2 separate regions of the Oryctolagus cuniculus genome follow, and region 1 is linked to region 2. A link is a contact called in public Micro-C data. All regions are on one chromosome and are shown on one strand. Each heading gives the region's core, a stretch centred on a gene start, on an enhancer-like site or on the middle of the called end of the contact. The rest is flanking DNA. Distances are from core to core; before and after follow the strand shown.

What was found. A called contact is a pair of places that touch in the nucleus more often than the background predicts.
Region 1: a contact with region 2 is called in a Micro-C map of ear pinna, with 2.5 times the contacts expected there. The contact joins two enhancer-like sites. A contact is called at or near these places in 3 of 6 Hi-C or Micro-C datasets (ear pinna, embryonic fibroblasts and skin fibroblasts).

What each region holds. Positions count from the first base shown.
Region 1 is chr16:41,646,072-41,652,944 of mOryCun1.1, forward strand. No RefSeq gene overlaps it. Among named protein-coding and RNA genes, the nearest start is that of COL1A2, 110 kb to the left of the region's middle. Within about 2 kb of position 1,915, at least 5 of the 8 cell types and tissues checked have an H3K27ac peak or open chromatin away from gene starts, as enhancers often do. A contact at or near this core is called in ear pinna, where this site is marked.
Region 2 is chr16:41,566,054-41,572,490 of mOryCun1.1, forward strand. All of the region lies in intron 1 of LOC138845899 (a long non-coding RNA gene), which reads left to right. It also overlaps the pseudogene LOC100352847. Among named protein-coding and RNA genes, the nearest start is that of COL1A2, 26 kb to the left of the region's middle. Within about 2 kb of position 1,663, at least 4 of the 8 cell types and tissues checked have an H3K27ac peak or open chromatin away from gene starts, as enhancers often do. A contact at or near this core is called in ear pinna, where this site is marked.

The DNA of each region.
Region 1 (6,873 bases), core at 665-3,164, 80 kb after region 2:
CAATCACTTTGGCCATCATTTACTGCCTCCCAGGGTGCACATTAGGAGGAAGCTAGAATTGGAAGTAGAGCCTGGACTCAAACCTTTTCACTCTGGTATGGGATGTTGGCATTAGGAATGGCTTCTTAGCTGCTGTACCAAATGCCTGGTGCTTTCTGTCTTGCTAATTGGGGTGTATAACCTGAGGGTTATGACATTATGGCAGAGTTGGGAGATTATGGTCATAAAAAAGATACATATGGAGAAGTATAAATGATACAGTCAATTACAATGGAGATCATACATCGGCCATCTATATAAGAAAACCGGGTTGGATGAACCTAAATAGATGTCAATATTTGCTAGCCTTTGGAGGACAAGTAGGGTTGAACTCAGCAGAGGATGGAGAGAAGGAAGCATGAGAGAAGCTATGGGAATGCAAATAGATCAAGCTGACTCTGAGTTCATAAGGACATAAATAGGAGAAAGCCAAAAACCAGAAAGTAAGCAAGAGCAAAAAAAAAAAAAAAAGTTTTAAAAAGATCATTAAAGACTGAATCCCAGGCTAAAGAGTCGGTTAGAGAAAGGAAATCCATGAAGATCTCTTCAGGAGGGAGATGAAATCAATAGTACATTGCAATGGTTTCTGATTCCTTTCATATAATTTTCTATTCCATTTGATCAAGGAATACATCTGTTGCTAGGTTGACTAAAGAGGGTTACATAGGTACAGGAAACAATCTAAGTTGCTAAAAGTTACAACTTCTTAGATTGTATCTTTTAATTAAGAATAAGTTAGTAAGGCTGGCGCTGCAGCTCACTAGGCTAATCCTCTGCCTTGCGGCACTGACACACCGGGTTCTAGTCCCGGTCGGGGCGCCGGATTCTGTCCCGGTTGCCCCTCTTCCAGGCCAGCTCTCTGCTGTGGCCCAGGAGTGCAGTGGAGGATGGCCCAAGTGCTTGGGCCCTGCACCCCATGGGAGACCAGGAGAAGCACCTGGCTCCTGCCATCGGATCAGCGCGGTGCACCGGCCGCAGTGCGCCAGCCGCGGTGGCCATTGGAGGGTGAACCAACGGCAAAGGAAGACCTTTCTCTCTGTCTCTCTCTCTCACTGTTCACTCTGCCTGTCAAAAAAAAAAAAAAAAAAAAGTAAGTTATTAGCAGATCTTCAAGTGCCATTTTAGTGTTTCAACCTTAAGTCAAAATAATAACAGAAGCTGAACCCAGCAAAAAACAATACCAGTTTACAAGCCAGTAATTCACTAAAATCTTGTGAGGCAAAGTTCAACAAGCCTTTAATTTCTGCTTTTAGAAAAACTTTTCAGTATGTAACCAATCTGTTTCATGGACTCAGTTTGGGGCACGCAATAAGATCATATTCCGGGTCAGTATCTGCATGAGCAGTAACTGCTTCTGTTGGTACAGCTCTTCCTTTTGCGTTTCTGTCTGACGCTGCTGTGCTGATTTGAACAGAAACCAAAGTCTTTCCCACAGTAAGGTGGGCTGATGACTGGGCTGATGCCGTGGTTCATCAGAGCATCAGTCTGTGGGCTCCCGTGGCTGGAGAAGAAAATATGCCTCGCGGTGCTGAGAGATCTAGGCGTGGCTTTACAAGATTACAGAGGTCTCCCCTCCTCTTCCTCCTCCTCCCTGACCCACTTTCATCTGTATGGTGATCTCAGACGGTTTCAATGTGTCCACATGGAGTATTCTTGGCCCCGAGAACATTTCTTTAAAACTTGCCCCTGGGAATGTTAGCAAGGGTGAAGGCTGCCAGAAGTTCAGTGTGTGTAGGAGGAGGGAGAAGGGGCTCTGTTCTGCTTATCCTCTCAGTTTCTGGCCTGAGCCCCTGCCTCCCTCCCAGTCTCCCTGCCTCTTTCTTTTATTTCCTCCCTCCTTCCTTCCCTCCACCCCCCCCACCCCCGTCCCCCAGCCCCAACACACACAATTTTTGTGGACAGAGCTGCAAGTCCTCACAGGATTCCTTCTTACTCTTGTCTTGAAATAGTTTATTCTCCTCAGTTTTGAAACAGCGGTTAACAGTGTGGCTGTGCGTGTGCGTGTGTGTGTCTGCGTGTGTGCGTGTGCGCGTGCCTGTGTGTGTGGTGGGAGGGGCTGTGGGAAGAATGTAAGGAAAGTTGACTGCAGCAGGCTCCTCCCTTAGGCCTGCAACTAGCCTTACTTAGGGCTTTCCTGCATTTCCCCAGGAGGCCTTAGGTCATGGGGCGCAGTTTGGGCAGGGGAGCAGTGTTATGCCTGCGTCATGAATTATACTTTTAGTTTTCCCAGGCCTTCAGACCATCCTGGTTCCCCCAGTAAAGAAGACTTCAGGCCTCTGAGCTTGGAGGTCGTGGGCAGGGAAGGCTGTAGGCGGGGGCTCTGGCTAGGGCAGAGTCCCTCTGAGTCTCCCCAGGCTGACTCAGAGGCTGGGGAGGGCCCAGCTCAGCCCCTCCACTCTGCCCCACCCCCTACACTGCCTTAAAGGCACAGCACAGGGATTCTGCTTTAGGGAGGAGAAGGGTACTACTGAGTGGCCTGGGCCGCTCTTCTAGAACTTTCCGAGACATTGTTTCTATGAATGTCATTGGTAAACATAAATTCCAGTGGAAAGGCAATACAATAGTTTATTCAAAATCCTCTTCACTTTGAAACAAAGAAACACATATTGGATTTTCACAAGCCCTTGTGTAATTGAGGTCACCTACATCTTCCATGTGGAGAATGAGAATATTTATTGTGTGATTAAGGTTCTGATCCATAGGGGGAGGAAAAATCATTTGCATGTCACGATTTCTCCACCTCCTTAATTCTCAACCCACTCACTTCATAAATTAACAACAGGTAGCGACAGTCGCTGCTCAAAATATGTAATACACATGTAAGGAGGGGGCATCTCAGGTTCCACCAGAGAGTTTGAAAACTGTGTTGTCCTTCAGTAGAGCACACAAACACCACGAAGACCAAGATCCTGCTTGCTTATTGCAGAGGTCCAGGGTTTTAGTTTCTTCTTTCCTCCCTCCCTTCCTCCCTCCTCCCTCCCTTTCTCTCTCTCTCTCTCTCTCTCTCCCTCTCTCTCTCTCTCTCCCTCTCTCTCTCTCTCTCTCTGCCTCTCTCTCTCCCTCTCTTTCTTCTTTTTTCTTCCGTCATTTTTTTTTTTTGACCAAATGCCTACAATAGCCGAGGGTGGGCCAGACCAGGAACTTCGTCTGCATCTCCCACGTTGGTAGCAGGGACTCAGCACTTGAGTGATGCCTCCCAGGATGCTCACTAGCAGGAAACCAGAATGGGAAGCGGAGCAAGGACTGGAACACTGGCCCTCCGATATGGGATGTGGATGTCCCAAGGGTGTCTTTACAGCTGTGCCAGACACCCACTGCAGTCCAGGGTCTGAGATATTCCTACTCTCAATGAGTTTTTAGGGAACAGGTGTGTGTGTGCTCAAGAACTCACTCCCTGTGTCCTTTGTTGCTGAGAGGACGACTAAGCCACTCAACTGCCCAGGGCTTTGAGGGACCCTTTTGCATCTGGAATTCTGGCTGTGTCCTGAATTGCCACCCAGGTGGGACTTGGCTGTGCTGCAGCCCTGGGGCTCTAGGTCTATAGCAGGCATATGCAGCTGCATCTGTAACTGCACCTTCGACGCAATGGCACACAGCTGGATTGGTGACTGTGCCCTGTGGCCACTCCTGGGAGCAGGGGTGAGGCTGTAACTCAGTGATCTGTGCAGTTAATGGGGGATGGAGGGCAGATCATTTTCCCCTGTTCTTGACAGGTTTTAGAGATGTATAAAGCAGTAACTCATATATTTAACATTTGTATTGGAGAAACTTTGATGTGTACCTCAATTTGCTAGCTATCACCTTTGAAACTCTCTGACATGCAGAAATTATCCGGTTGATTTATCATTGTCTTTTGAAGGTTGACTCATTCAGAAATGACATGACATTTGCATTTGAAATCAGTACTGTATTTATTTCATTGTTCTGAGCCTTTCCAAATAAATCTGTGTTTTTTGGATAGGATAATTGTGAGAAAAATAATAATGTAGCAACCAGTTAGGGATCTGTGGGTTATCCACAGTTCACCACCCTTTCATCTTCAATCTTCACAAACTCCTTTCAGCATAGCAAGGTGACCATTTCCCATCAATGGGAAAATGACTGTCCAGTACTGTGGCTGGAGCAAGGGTAGTAATAGTAACAGCAATAACTTCAGGAACACGCAAGGTCATTCTTCTGATGTTTTTCATCCTAGTATCTTTGATGAAGGAAAATAAAAAACTGATCTTAAGTAGAGGGAAATAAAAACCTTTTGTGTGAGGATGAATGTGTGGAGGGTAGGATGCACTGCAGCTGGTTGAAGTTTTTCAGTTTGTGATTCAGAATTAGCATAAGGACACATTCCACACTGTGGTTTTTAGAAGGTGCTATTCATAATATTCTTTTAAAATTTATTTATTTATTTGAAAATGGGGGAGGGAGGGAGAGAGGCAGGAGAAGAGAGAGGGTAGGGGGGAGAGATAGAGAGAGAGATAGAGGGAGAGAGAGAGAGAGAGAGAATCTTTCATCTTCTGTTTGATTAACTCCCCAAGTGTCCCCAATAACTAGGACTGGGCCAGGCTGAAGCAAAGAGCTAAAAACTCAGTCTGGGTCTCCCATATAAGTAGCAGAAGCCAAATACTCCTGCCTCTCAGGGTGTGCATTAGCAGGAAGCTAGAATCAGAAGCAGATCCAGGACGTGAACCAGGCACTCTAACAGGGGATATGGGCGTCCTAAGTGGCAACTTTACCATTGCACCAAATGCCTGCCCCTAGCAATATTCCTGACATTCCAGGCATTACATCCAAGTTTTTATTTTTTAATTTTACTTAAATTTGATGCCCCATTAGATTACTGTAGGTAGAATTTAGACTAGTATTGATTAAAAAGAGAAACATTTGAATTAAGAACTGGAATGCTGTTTAACAGTGCCAGTGGAAATTACAATTAATAAATGCAAAATACAGGGATGAAAGGTAGTCATATAGTGAACATTGTTGTCTACTGTTTATGACACTTTTTGAATCCTTATGTGAATTCAGTCAACTATTGATTCCAACTGCTTCTTGAGAAAATCTTATTTTTTTCTCCATTTTGGGATATGGTGGCAGGCTAAGTAAGGTTAAGAAGCTTGCCCCAAACCCAGAGCCAGCTAGTGGGAGGTGTCAGTGCACAGCCCAGCAGTTTGGCTTGGACGCCTCCATTCTGGATCACTGGGATGTCTTTTTGACATGTGTTGGTGCCCCAATGATGAAAGCTCAGCAGAGAGAAGAACTAGAAGTTGCAATTCTCTCCTAGCCAAGAAGGAGTGTCTAAGAGAACTGAAGACCTTGCTTTACAGATGAAGAAGATGTGGCCAAGACTGCTCAGAGGGTCTGCTGCAAGTTCCTTATTGCTTGCTAGTTATTAGCAGAGGTGAGAAAGGGAACGAAGTAGGTCCTGATGAGAGTCAATGATTGAACTGATACTTATTGTCTCGGGCACATTTTCTATACACAAAAGATACAGAGCAAAGATATCAGGACTACTCCATTTCATAGTTTTGTTTTGAAAATGTATTTATTTATTTCCTGAAAGAGAGACAGACACAGATAGATCTTCCATTCACTAGTTCACTCCCCAAATGCTCACTACATCCAGGGATGAGCCAGGTAGAAGCCAAGAACCAGGAATTCAATCTGAGTCTCCCACATGGGAAGCAGGGACACAACTTCTTGAGTTACCACCTACCTGCTGCCTCCCAGGTGGGCATTAGTAGGAAGCTAGGATTGGAAGCAGAGCCAGGGCTGTAACCTAGGCATTGCCATGTGGGATGTGGGCATCCCAAGCAGTGTCTTGACTGCTGTTCTGAACATTTGTCCCCCTACCCCGTTTTACAGGTGAACTTCCTGACTCCATACTCTTGAATAACATGTGCAATTCACGAGTACTGGAGCCCAGCATGGCTCCAAACCTGACTCCCTTCACGGTGGGTAGAGTGAGTATGAGCGTGGGCAGGAAGGGCGTGCAGACTCCTGATTAGTGAGCAACTCTGCAGCAAGGCAGGTTGGAGCAAAGCAGCCAGTCAGATCACCAGATTGTCTGGAACCAGAGACCCATTTTTCTGGAAGAACCCAGACAGTCCACAAGAACCTCACCTTTTCCTTTATGCTGATTTTTTTTAGACATTCACTCAGTAATAAGCATCGGGTTCAAAGTCCCTTGGTCGCAGGTTGAGGAGTCAATGGTGCTAAGGGGCCTCTAACCCCCTGATACCTGCAGAGGCTGTGGCTAAACACCAGAGCTGGGGACAAGCACGCCACCCCCAGAATTAAAAAGAAAAGTGAATCATTTAGGTGTGTGAAGACTTACTTTATTCTGAAAGACTAGATCAGCTGCACCTCCTCCATACAGTACCTAAAGGGAGTTTGCACAAGGTGGCCCATCTAAGGTGGGATAATTGAAGAAGGGCCTCATCTCCAGAGGAAATTTATAAAAGCTGCCCCTCTGAAGTCTTCCCCAAGAAATTAGACAAAGAAGCACATCAGCTTGGAGCAGCCTTGTGTTGGGGTGCCTGAGTGGTGGGCTGCAGCCCTGTTTCCCAGAGTCCTGGTTCCTTAAACTTTGAAGAGCCATATGAAGTCTGAAATACTCCTGCTTTCTAACTCTGTAAGAGGGATGGTGGTGGTGGGATTTTAGAGGGTGGGGTGGTTTTTGCCCTGTGAGAATTACTGTGGAGCCTGTGGAGGCAGCCAAGGGATATCCTACTGCTCTGGCTTTTCTGAGCCCACAGCTCACCCACCTTACTTTCAGAGCTAACGTGGCAGAGGCGGGCCGGGAGGTGGTTACTGGCTCTGGGCCCTGAAACACTGAGT
Region 2 (6,437 bases), core at 413-2,912:
TACGACCAGTGCTGCACCAATCTGAAGCCAGGAGCCAGGTGCTTCCTCCTGGTCTCCCATGCGGGTGCAGGGCCCAAGCACTTGGGCCGTCCTCCACTGCCTTCCCGGGCCACAGCAGAGAGCTGGACTAGAAGAGGAGCAACTGGGACAGAATCCGGCACCCCAACCGGGACTAGAACCTGGGGTGCTGGCACCGCAGGTGGAGGATTAGCTCAGTGAGCTGCGGCACCAGCCCACTGAATGAGAACTTTTGAGGGTGGGCCCTAAGCATCTGCAAGTTGGAAAATGTTGACAGATTAACTTAAGGTTTGGAACCATTCAGGGACCTTGGGTTTCTTTCTTCCTTCCTTCCTTCCTTCCTTCCTTCCTTCCTTCCTTCCTTCCTTCCTTCCTTCCTTTCTTTCTTTCTTTCTTTCTTTCTTTCTTTCTTTTGAGATTTTTATTTATTTATTTGAGAGATGGAGTTAGAAACAGAGAGAGGGAGAGACAGAGAGAAAAGTGTTCCATCCACTGGCTCACTTCCCAAATGGTTGCAACAGCCAGAGTTGAGTTGATCCAAAGCCAGGAGCCAGGAGCTTCTTCTGGGTCTCCCCTGTGGGTGCAGGGGCCCAAGGACTTGGGCCATCTTCCACTGCTTTCCCAGGCCATAGCAGAGAGCTGGGTTGGAAGAGAAACAACTGGGGCTCTAACTGGAAGCCATGTGGGATGCCGGTGCCACAGGCAGAGGCTTAGCTCATTACACCACAGCACTGGCCCTGGACCTTGGATTTCAAAAAACAGTTAATGTCTGCATGGGAATAGAGCTAAAATGGAATTTGGGTGTTAGAACGGAAAATTGCAAGATGAAGACTACAGTAATAATTCAAAATGTAAAGACATAAGAAGGGAAGACAAATATCTCTAATTAAAGACCAACATTTCAGTAGCCACAGAAGTCATAACTTTATACAGATTTTCTTGACTTTCTTGCCCTTTTTTTTTTTGCCTCTGCAAGCAACGTGGACAATTTTGTGAAAATCTATCATCAGAATTCCAAGGCGTTTTCCTTTTTTTAAAACTGTGTAGGGGGAGGAGGGTAGAAAGAATGTGGTTTGTGAGGCAAGCTAACCCTCAGGAATTATTTCAAACCAAACACTTTTTCTAACTATTTGATGTCTGGAAGTCTGGATGCTGGGGGCAGCGGGGTGGGCAGAACTTGGGCTATGGGACCATTTGTCATTTCCTGGGAGGTGCTCTGGACTTAACCCTTAAGGGAAGCACATCTGACTACACTTCTGGGCTTAGACCAGGGAGGTCCCACCCTACACTTCCCTTTATAGTTTTCAGATGAGAGCTTTCTTTCCCTGCATCTCAGTGGGAAGAGTAGCTTTCCTTCAGAAAAAGTAAACAGCGAGACCGTTTGGAAGTCAGTGATTCCTCCACTGTTTAATGCCTCTGCATCTTCACACAAGTGACCCTCCAAAACACAGACACAAACATTGTCAAATTCTCATAATCACATTGAGATGTGAATTTAGTTCACAGTGTTATGCTGTGTGTATGTTTTCATCAGAAAATCTATCCACACTGACTTTTGTTTCCAACTAGTTGCCAGGAAAGGGTTACAAGAGCCTGTCTCTTCTTGATGTATAACAGCTGGTGAGAAAGCATCTCCCAGCCAGCTCAGCTCCGCTCAGTTATACTAACTCACCACCCATCCCATCCCCCACTGTCTCTCCCCACTTAGTACAATTCCTTGCAAAGCTGAAGTCCGGCAGCAAGCAAAGGAAGCAGTGTTGGTTCATTAGCTTTGAGGGGACTAAGAGCAGGATTGTTGCAGTTAAAAAGGAGGTTTTAATGGCAACAACTTGCAGGCAGTCTCCAAGATGCATGGTTAGGTTGTTGTTGCTGAGAAGGAATAATGCAGGATAAGAAGTAGTTTGGCCTTTCTGAGAGCCTGAGCTAGGATCGGAAGCCCCAAAGCAAAAAACACAATCAAGTCTGGAAGCTCTGCATCTTCATTATGTGAACAACACTTGGCAGCTTTTGGTTGGATGAAACTTACAGTCGATAACTAACATTGTCCCTCTAATCAGTGTCCTACAGAACTGGGCTTGCTTGCTACAAATAAACAGGGACACAAAGATGAAATGTCCACAGAATGGCACGCCCTTGGGGCAGCGTAATGACCGCTTAGGTTGTGGAGAAATCCACATGATTCATGAGGTCCCTAACTAAACACATTAAGGACCTATATATTACATTTTCTAAGTTGGAATAAGTGCCATAAATAGCAATCAGCAAGAAGAGGTTGAAATGCAGGGTTCAGAATGCCTCCCTCTTAAGTGTCAGTTACTCTCATCTTTTGATCAAAATGTAGTCCCCAAGAAATAAAAGCAGCTAATTTTTTATTCAAATCCAAGGATAGTCTGTGTGGATCCAATACACTGAAAGGCTCATGTGAAAACCTTCAAACTGACTTAAAGCCTTGGAGTTAGGGCGAGGAGAGGGGAGGGGAGAGCTAGAGATGCTGGAGACAGAGGTAGATAGGGAGGTAGATAACAAGAGAGAGGGCGACCAAAGCTTCAGAAAGGCGTAGATCCTGCTGCAGATGGAAGTGGCTGGCTTCCCGGGGGGAGGCTGGAGGCTGACTCCCTCTGTGCAGTCACCCTGTTGAGCCACGCTGGCTTCTTTCTGGAAGGGAGGGCTGCACAGCCACAGCTGGGCTGAGCTCCAGCTGGTCAGCTATGTGGCACTGCTGCTATTGTTGAACAAAATTCTTTCCTCATTACACATAGCTCTTCTCAGTTTAATAGAAAGTACAGTTCTTGGGACTTTTCATGAACTTGAAGGGAATAAGAAGAGAGGCTTCTTTTTTCCTTATTTTACAAGGGACTCTGCTGAATCTATAGCTTAATGTTGCTTTATAGAAAACAAATTCAAAGAACAGAGGGAAAAAAGCAGACACTTGTTCAGTCCTATAGGATGAATATCAAGCAGACTCAATAATTTTCCAGTGAGAAAGCCGGTTAGAGCTGATGAGCTGCTGTTAATGGACTCGGATTGTGTGGTGCATTGCTTTAGATTGGTGGTGTGCTTTTAATGATCAGTCTAAGATTTTCCCTCTCCTGTCTGTTAAGGGCAGTTTCTGGAGCTGGCATGTTTATCTTGTGGCAAATTATTAAAATCTTGGCAAGAACAGAAATGAGAGAGGGTCAAGATCCCTTTGGAGTATCGTTTCTTTCATCTGTAAATTGGGGGTAATATTTTCTCAACTTACATAGAATAATAAGCAGATCCACTACTTGTAAATTCACCAACTTCTCTTGAAAATAAAATAGCAAGGCTTTGCAAATGATAAATCTATGACTCTCAACACAGGAGGGGAGTGGTTAGGTTTTCATTTTAAAGCTATGGCCAGAATTGAGGACACCATTCAGGGTCTTTTCCATTAGTTTTAGGTTCTGAGGTTTCTAATTCCGAGTTAACATGCCCCAAATAATGTCAAACTTGATATGAGCAATTATCATAGAGTGGGCACTCTTATATTGAAGCTCTGGGCCCCATGCCCCACCCTAACTGAAACAGAATCTGAGGGTGGGTCTAGCAACCTGTGTACTAACACACCTTGCAGGCATGTCTACTCCAATTTGAGAGCTGTCGATCTGGTCTAATACTGTTGACTACTTGGTCATATTACCTGCCTGAACAATTACAATAGCTGTTCACCCTCTACTTCTGGTCCCTCGTTTGCATTGTCATTAGTCATCTTCCTAAAGCAGTGATGAGTTGTATCATTCCTCCTTTCAGAATGTCTCAGGAGCTCCTCATCACCTATCTGGCACACGTGTACACATATGGTAGTTAGCAAGGGTCCTCACTATGACGTCCAACCACAAAGAGCACTATTCTGGGTGGGGAAGTGGAGGGTGCAGCAGCCTGGACAAATTGGCTTATAAATGCTCTATATCACATCAGCCTGCTTAAATCTAATTAAAAAGGGTCCATTGGCAGCTTTGGGGAGTAGAAGGTAGGGGAAAAGAAAGGCCACAAGAGGGGACATGCCCACAAGTGGATGGGTTCAGAAGTCCAGGGTCCAAGACACTACTCTTTGGTGTTTGGGATAGTCTGATATCTTGTTTCTTCCATTTTCTTTCTTTCTCTCTCTTTCTTTTCCCTCCCTCCCTCCCTCCCTCTTTCCTTTCCTCCTTCCCTCCTTCCTTCCCCTCCCCCCTTTCTTTGGAGCGTATTAGTTTGCTGGGGCCACTGTCACAAGTGTCATAAACCAGGTGGCTTAAACCACAGAACTTTGTTGTCTCACATATGAGGAGATTGGAAATCTGAGATCGAGATGTTGGCGGGCTGGGCTCCTCCTGAGGGCAGTGAGGGAAGAAGCTGTTCCAGGCCTTTTTGCTTTCCTGATGGCTGCATCTTCACCTTGTCTTTCCTCTGCCTCCAAATTTCCTAATACACCAGTGGTATTTAATTATAGCCTACCCTATTAACCTCATTTTAAATTGGTTGCTTATTTTAAAACTGTCTGCAAATAAGCTTACATTCAGAGGTGTTTAAGATTCAACATAAGAATTTATGGAGGACATAACCCAACCCCTAATATCATGTTATGAAGTAGTTTGTAGGAGAGTGGTGAGTAGGGCAGGTGTCATTCAGAACAAATTTTTTAAAAATTTCCTACCTGTGAAACAACTCTGAAGTTAACATGCTAACTCTAATTCTGGAAATGAAGAATGTTAAAAGTGGTGGTTCCCATGGAAAGTTTCTGGTTTGACCTCATCGTTTGACCAAAGAATCCACTCAGTGAAATAGCCTTGCCATTGTCACCAGGCCCGTCAGGCTTTGATTGCACCTGCACTACTCAGGAGTAAACTGTATCCCTAGGAGGTGAAGGGGATGATTCAGTTCTTCCAGGACTCCATGCCCTCCTTTTCTGGCCATGTACCCCACTGAGAGGTCAGATTTACATATGAGCACTCTGAGCTTTTATCCTTTTGTGCTTAACCTTCCGAATCATCTCGCCACCCAAGACAACTGTATGAGGATAGTTCATAAAATGCAAGGGATAATGCAATGAAAAGACAAGCTTATTTTGATGGAAAATATTTTGAAATCCACACATGTTTATATTACAACACATTTTTCGTAAAATTTTTTGAGGACCCCTCAAATGCATGGATTTCAAAGGTTTTTTTTTTTTTTGCATCAGAATAAACATACTTTAAAGTTTCATACTAGGGGCCAGCGGTGTGGCACAGCAGGTTAAAGCCCTGGCCTGAAGCGCTGGCATTCCATATGGGAGCTGGTTTTAGTCCTTGTTGCTCCACTTGTGATCCAGCTCTCTGCTGTGGCCTGGGAAAGCTCTAGAAGATGGCCCAAGTCCTCAGCCCCTGCACCCATGTGGGAGACCTGAAGAAACTTCTGGCTGCTGGTTTCAGATTGGCACAGCTCCGACCGTTGCGGCCATCTGGGGAGTGAACCAGCAGATGGAAGACCCCTCTCTCTCTCTACCTCTCTCTGTAACTCTCTTTCAAATAAATAAATCTTTTTTAAAAAAATAAAGTTCCATACTCACCAACTTTTTGAAGCAGCTTCATCTTACTCTGCACCATTAGCAGCTTCAGCATGTTTCCATCAGATGTATTTCTACGGTGTTTTATGGGACAGTATTTGTTTGGCTTTGTAATATTTCTCTTGCTTGTTGTTGGTTAGAACTCTTGTTAAGAGTTGGGATAGCAGAAGTAAAGAATGACTTGGTTAGTCATTTCTAGTCAAAACGCATCTCTTTCCTGCAAACTGAGAATGGAAAATAGATGCAGATAGCTTTTTATTTTTTAAGATCTGCAGGTGCAGAAAAGGAAAGATTTGCTGATTAATTTCTGCCCTTGAATAAAAGTTTATAAATTTAGACTTAATTATAAATTTGTGGTTATATGACTATACCAAATAATGTAAATAAGATCATAAGGGGAAAATATTAGAGGAAAAAGTTTTTTGAGATAACAAGAAAAATAATTCTCTTGTTAACCATTCTATCCTTAGCATCTCGCATACCATCTGGCAAATAATATGTGCTCAATAAGTTTGTGTGGAAAGAATGAATGAATAAATGAATAAAAATGCTTACAATGGTTAGCAGACATGGGCAATACTTGGGCTGGTGCCTGGATATGATATTCTAATTGCAAATCTTGCTTCGTTATTTATTAAATTTGAATCTCAACGAAGCAGTTCTCAGTCAGGTTTTAATTACCATAGGTTCTTTAAAGCAATAAACTTGAATTTCATTAAAAGAATTACATTACCCAAACTTCATTAATTCATAGTCTTCTTTTCCTTTATTTAGTATGGCATGGCAAGGTCTAATTTCATTGAAATGACCCAGAGGGAAGAAAGTGATACCAAATAGGTGATGAGAAAAAACTGATTAAAGAGAAGACTCC